2 separate regions of the Sus scrofa genome follow, and region 1 is linked to region 2. A link is a contact called in public HiChIP or PLAC-seq data. All regions are on one chromosome and are shown on one strand. Each heading gives the region's core, a stretch centred on a gene start, on an enhancer-like site or on the middle of the called end of the contact. The rest is flanking DNA. Distances are from core to core; before and after follow the strand shown. Region 1 overlaps PPCDC (phosphopantothenoylcysteine decarboxylase). Region 2 overlaps CSPG4 (chondroitin sulfate proteoglycan 4).

Region 1 (2,956 bases), core at 223-2,722, 560 kb before region 2:
TGTGAATCCTTCTCTCTCATCTGGTATCCTAGGCCCTTCGACTATCACTCTCCCACTGCCCCACGTTCCATCCCGAGGGCCTTTGCTCTGGCCCAGCCCTTGCCAGGCTGTGCCGCCCTCCCTATTCCTTTCTGCCTTTTCAAATTCTCCGCAAACACTTCACACAAAAGCCAGGATTCCTGCCTGCCACAGCCCATGTGGTTTTGCTCCCTTCTCCTTTTTTTTTTTTTTTTTTAAATTTTTTAAATTTTATGGCCATACCTGTGGCATATGGAAGTTCCTGGGCCAGGAACTGAATTCAAGCCACAGCTGTGACCTGTGTGGCAGCTGTGGTAACACTGGATCCTTTGACCCACTGTGTGGGGCTGGGGATTGAACCCGAACCTCTGCAGCAACCTGAGACACTGCAGTGGGCTTCTTTTTTTTTTTTTTTTTAATTTTTGTTGTTGTTGTTGCTATTTCTTGGGCCACTCCCCCGGCATATGGAGGTTCCCAGGCCAGGGGTTGAATTGGAGCTGTAGCCACCGGCCTACGCCAGAGCCACAGCAACGTGGGATCTGAGCCGTGTCTGCAACCTACACCACAGCTCACGGCAACGCTGGATCCTTAACCCACTGAGAAAGGGCAGGGACCGAACCTGCAACCTCATGGTTCCTAGTCGGATTCGTTAACCACTGCGCCACGACGGGAACTCCCTGCAGTGGGCTTCTTAATGCACTGTGCCACGGCAGGAACTCCTGTTCCCTTCCTTTTGATGTGTTTGTGGGAGAAGGTGAGTGCCACGTCTTACTACCCCACCATCTTGATCCAGCTCCCCTGCTGCTCCCTTCCTTTTAAAACTCATTTGATGTATTAAAGAAAAACTAGAAGTGGTAAAAACAGATTTTATTCAGAAAAACTACTGCAATAAGGCAAAAGAGGCCTCAGTTTAGAACTGGGTTTAAAAAAAGAATAAACAATCAAACAAAAAGATTTTTTTAAAAAATAAGAAAAAAAGTAAAATTGAAAAAAATAGAACTGGGTTTAATTTTGAATACAAGAAAAGGTTGAGACATATAGCCAAGGGTGTTAAGCTGATGTGCTTTTTCCTTGCTTGTATCTGCGCCGCGTGTAGCTCAGATGGGTGTACTAGAGTGTCCAGCAGGGGGCAGTGCTCACTTGCAAATGACCATGTCAGGGTTTTTTCTTTTTTCTTTTTTTTTTTCTTTTAAACTTTCCACTAACTTCTATCCAGAAAGTCACCCCCTCACCCCACCCTCCATGCTGGGATGATCAGTGAAGCAGGCAGCCAGGGATGCCAGTCAGGCCAGAAGCAGGAAGGGAGGAGAGTGTTGTGGCTGCTCTGAGGCTGGGCACTGGCGCTTCTGGGGCAATAACCTCTTTGGCCTGCCCCCTCCTCGTGTTCTCAGAACCAATGGTAGGAGCTGGCTAGCTAGAGCCTTCAGGGCAGGAGGCCTGAAAGGGGTGGCTGCAGCCACAGCCTCTGCCACCACCCCCTGGGGAGGGAGGGAGCCGCACAGTTCCCTTTTCCCATAGCCCCAGAACAAGTGAATTTCCGGACTGGGGGTGGGTGGGGGCAGGGAGTCCTATCCCAGGAAACAGATGGGCAGCCTCAGAGCTGAGGGAAATGGCAACTCCACCGCTTCCTGCCATCCCACACAGCTGGCGTTTATAGGGGTGTGAGGAGAGGGTTGCCTGAAGCAGGGAGGCTCTCCAGCCCACCCTAGGCCTTTTAGCCCAGCCACTGCCGCTGCTGCTGCCGCTGCCGCCACTGCTGGGAGACAGGCCCTGTCTGGAACAGGACTTGGCTCCCTCTCTGGCTGGAGTTGAAGCTGAAAGTCAGGCGGACAGAAGGACAGTGACCTGGGAGGGAGGACTTTCTGACTTAGCCTCCGGGAGCCTGTCTTTCTCATTTGAAAATAAAGATGATGACTGCCACCCATCCCTTCAGGCTGTTGTCAGGGCTGGGGGAGGGGAACACAGATGAAACAGTTTGTCATCTGGTGCCAAGGACTAGGCGTAGCTCCTAGCACGCGGAAGCACTTAACAGTGTTTGTTTCCTGTCCTTCACCCTCTCCTTTCCACTGTTGTCGTGTCCTTTGGGGCGGCCACATGTAGTGTGTGGTGTTGGGGTTGGTGAGATGGCCCATGTGGAAAGAGCTGTGGGAGCCACTGTCCATCTGCTTATGTGGAGGGGCCCACTTCCCTCTCATCCTGTGGATGGGCAGCTCTCCAGAGAGCCTAGATTTGCTTAGTAGGGTCCTTGTGAGGTGTTGGTAACCAGAGGGGAGGATCCCTGCGTGCCTTGTGTTGGCCCCAAGGCGGTGGCCTTCCCCCCGCCGCCCCCCACTTCCTCACACTCCCTGATGGTACCATCTCCCTAGAGCCCTCCTGGGTCTTCCCCGCCCCACCCAGGAGTTGCCTTTGTCCCTTGGAATGGTCCTTCTCAGCTCTTTGACTAAGGCATGCGTGAGGCTTTCCTGAGCTCCCTTAGGGATCCCTAGATTTTGACTAGCAAATGAGCAGCTGGGGTGTGGGTGGCAGGGAGCTGGGTGATTCTGCAGACCTGGCTGAGAACCACTCCTGTTCACCAGTGTGTTCAGGCTTCCCAGGAGGACCACTGACCTGGAGCCAGACCAGGGAGACTGTGAGGAGGTGATGGGGAGGGGCGGATTTGGTCTTCTACCTCACACACCAGCAGGTGGGGAGGGCGGCCACCAGCAAAGAAGCTTTGGAGCCTTTATTTGAGCTTGACGAGCTGGACCAGCCTGCCCTCAAACGAGGCTGCTGGGCATAGCAGGATTTCTCACCCTGGGACTCTGGGCAAGTCAGGTCTTTTTTATGGCCTGCAATAAAGCAGGGACTGGGTACTCAAATGATATATCTCCAAGGTCTCTTCCATCTTGAGTGGTGGAAGATCTTAGATGTGAAGACAAAAAGGACCAGGACTCGAAGG
Region 2 (3,268 bases), core at 487-2,986:
GACTAGTATCCATGAGGACGCAGGTTTGACCCCTGGCCTCACTCAATGGGTTAAGGATCCGGCATTGCCGTGAGCTGTGGTGTAGGTTGCAGACGTGGCTCAGATCCCCAGTTACTGTGACTGTGGTGTAGGCCCAGCAGCTACAGCTCTGATTCGACCCCTAGCCGGGGAACTTCCACATGCAGTGAGTGAGGGTGGCCCTAAAAAGACAAAAAAAAAAAAAAAAAAAGCACACACACAAAAAAAGAAAAAACTTCTTGACTTCACTGTCCTACACCACAGCCACAGCAATGTGGGACCCAAGCCACATCTGCAACCTACCCCACAGCTCACGGCAACACCAGATCCTTAACCCACTGAGCGAGGCCAGTGATCAAACCCTCAACCTCATGGTTCCTAGTCGGATTCGTTAACCACTGAGCCAGGACGGGAACTCCTTTCTTCTTCTTTTTTGGCTGAATTTGAGGCATGCAAAAGTTCCTGGGCCAGAGGTCAAGTTCCCACCATTGCAGGGACCGGAGCCCCAGTAGTGACAATGCTGGATCCTTAACCTGCTAAGCCACCAGGGAACTCTTTTTTTTGCTCTTCTTTGCAGCAGAGTCCAAAAAGAATAGTCTACACTCTTCCCCATGCCATTCTGAGTGCACTCCACCCAGGCTTCTGCTCCTATGGCTGCCAAGGGCACAATGGCCTCTGGGTTGCTGGACCCAGTGGTCTATTCCCAGGCCTCCTTTCACTCATCCGCTCAGCGGCATTCTACCCAATCGAGCGTTCCTTCCTTGAGCGCACCTGGTGGCTTCCAAGAGGTTCTGCTCTCTTAGTCTCCCTCCGACCTCACTAGTTGCCTTTTCACAGACTCTTGCTGGTCCTGCCCCTTCTCCTCAATGTCTGTGGCTTGGCCTTGAGACTCTAGCTACAGGCACTGCTCACGGGCTCTCAGTGGGCCTCACATCCTCCAATGCCAGCCACGAGATGACCCCTTTATTTGTATCTGCAGCCCGGCTGTGCTCTCCCAAACTCCAGGCTCATGACCACCTGCTTCTCGGGCAGCTCCGTGGGGATGTCTGAGGGATGTCTCAAACTCAGTATGTCCCAGATGATCCCTGACCTGCCCCACCGCTCCCAGGTTCCCACTGCAGAGGGCACAGCTCTGTTCTTCCAGTGGTTCAAGCCCCAAGCTCTTGAGTCACCACTGATTCCTCTCCTCCTCTCACATACCATCATTTCTGGCCCGGATTATTCCCCAAACCTCCTGCGTCCTGGCTTTGGCCCCTGCTCCACCCCCTCTACAGTTTGTTCTTGACACAGATGTCAGAGTGAACTTTCATTTTATTATTATTTTTTAGGGCCGCACATGCAGCATGTGGAGGCTCCCAGGCTAGGGGTCGAATCAGAACTATAGCTGCTGGCCTACACCACAGCCACAGCAATGCTGGATCTGAGCCGTGTCTGCCACCTACATCACAGCTCACGGCAGTGCTGGATCCTTAACCCACTGAGAGAAGCCAGGAATCGAACCTGCCTCCTCACAGATGCTAGTCAGATTTGTTTCCACCGAGCCATGAAGGGAACTCCCAGAGTGAAGCTTTAACCATGTAAATAAGGCTATGTCACTCTCGCTCAGACAGTACAAGGGCTCATTTGGCCTCAAAGACCCTGTGTGACCCTGTTACCCGTGACCTCCCGTCCTCCCACGCCTCCCACGGCAACTCCACTCCAGCCACACCCGCTGTGCTCCAGGGCCATCTGCCTGTTAAACACTAAGGCATAGTCTCCACTTCCCTCAAGCAATCCGTTCCCTCCCCCTTCTAATCCCAACGTGTCTTCTTGGCTTATCTTTTGTTTTCCCCTTTCGGGAGACACAGGGAACTATTTTCCTTCTCTCAGAAAAACAGGACTTGTGCAATAGAGAGAGGGAAACTGACTGGGATCACAGCGTGCGGGAGATTCTAGGAGCAGGGGGGCTGTGAACTGGGGAGCCTTGCCTGGTTGAGACGGGAGCAGAGCCAGTCAAAGGGACAGCTGCTCTTCAGTTGATGGCCGGAAGAGGGAACACAGGTCTTATAAGAAACTGGAAATCAGGGCCTGTGTGTGTGTGTGTGTGTGTGTGTGTGTGTGTGTGTAATCCCCCAAAGGTTATATCTTGACCACTAATTTAAAAATATTAAAGGCATGTGCAGGCCAAGTAAAACACATCTGTGGGCCAGCTGTGGCCTGCAAGGACTACCAGCTGTAACCTCTGGCCCAGGCCAATGGGTGGGTGGGGAGGAAATGGAGACCCTTAGGGGTGGGGGTGGGAAGTTGGATGTCTGGGTACAGGAGCTCCTTGTGGGTGGGGGTGACTGGCTTGGGATGAGGCAAGTCACAGGTGAGGTGGGAAGGCTTCCTGAGCTCTGGAAACCAGCAGTGTTCTTTGGTGAAAGAAATCTTGGGCCAGCAGTCTGAAGGCACAGTCCTGGTTTTGCTTCTTACTAGCCATGGACTTGGAATGAAGTCACCTGACCTCTCTCTGTGAGCCTCAGTTTCCTCATCTGTAAAGTGGGAAAAGCTGATCTCTGCCCCACCCAACTCAGAGGATGGAGGGACAGTGGCGCTGTCAGTCCTGCCTGCCCCCTTCACCCAGTCCTGCCCTCCTCCCAGCTTCCCTGGGTGGCCCTGCCAGCCAGACCCCCTAGGGGCCATTCATTCTAGAACTTGGATTGCTGGGGTGTGAGGGAAGCAGAGCAGGTCCAGGAGGGGACTTCCTCCTCCTTCCTGGGCATCCAGTGACAAAGGCTCCCAGGGATTCAGGGTGCACAGCTGCTACAGCCTCCAGCCTGCTGAATATTTCATTGTGGGGAGGAGCAGAAAGGGGGCCATAGCAGAAGCTGGGAGAACAGAGAACCCAGGCCTGGGGAATATTGATGCGAGAGGACTGAGAGACTCTTCCTGCCCTTGTTAAGGTGACTTCCTTCCCCGATGCCTGAAAGTTCCATACTGCCCTGCCCTGGGGAGAACCAGGGCTGCCCTAGAATGCTTGCACCTTTTGCACTTAGAAGGGACCTTAATTTAAGTGATGGCTGTTGGCCCCACTGGTACAGCATAGAGGGCTCTGTGATCCCAGCAGCGTATCGGTCTGACCCTTCCTGTGGCTCAATTCTGGTTTTCACTGATGGCCTCTGGCGTGCAGTGGGACAGCTGTGTCCTGAAGCTGCTGTGATGGATGGATGGATGGATGGCAGCTTTGCTCCTAACTCACCTACTCAGCTGCCTTCTGCCCACTCATCTG

The links. HiChIP or PLAC-seq counts read pairs in DNA pulled down with a chosen protein or histone mark.
Region 1: a contact with region 2 is called in an H3K27ac HiChIP or PLAC-seq map of alveolar macrophages. The contact joins two enhancer-like sites. A contact is called at or near these places in 6 of 47 Hi-C or Micro-C datasets (embryonic fibroblasts, epiblast stem cells, fetal skeletal muscle and 3 more) and 2 of 2 datasets of contacts at active chromatin or transcription factors (alveolar macrophages and skeletal muscle).

The regions. Positions count from the first base shown.
Region 1 is chr7:58,541,072-58,544,027 of Sscrofa11.1, reverse strand. The region is part of intron 2 of PPCDC (phosphopantothenoylcysteine decarboxylase); the gene reads left to right. Among named protein-coding and RNA genes, the nearest start is that of PPCDC, 6.7 kb to the left of the region's middle. Within about 2 kb of position 1,472, at least 42 of the 83 cell types and tissues checked have an H3K27ac peak or open chromatin away from gene starts, as enhancers often do. A contact at or near this core is called in alveolar macrophages, where this site is marked.
Region 2 is chr7:57,981,354-57,984,621 of Sscrofa11.1, reverse strand. All of the region lies in intron 8 of CSPG4 (chondroitin sulfate proteoglycan 4), which reads right to left. Among named protein-coding and RNA genes, the nearest start is that of SNX33, 33 kb to the left of the region's middle. Within about 2 kb of position 1,736, at least 5 of the 83 cell types and tissues checked have an H3K27ac peak or open chromatin away from gene starts, as enhancers often do. A contact at or near this core is called in alveolar macrophages, where this site is marked.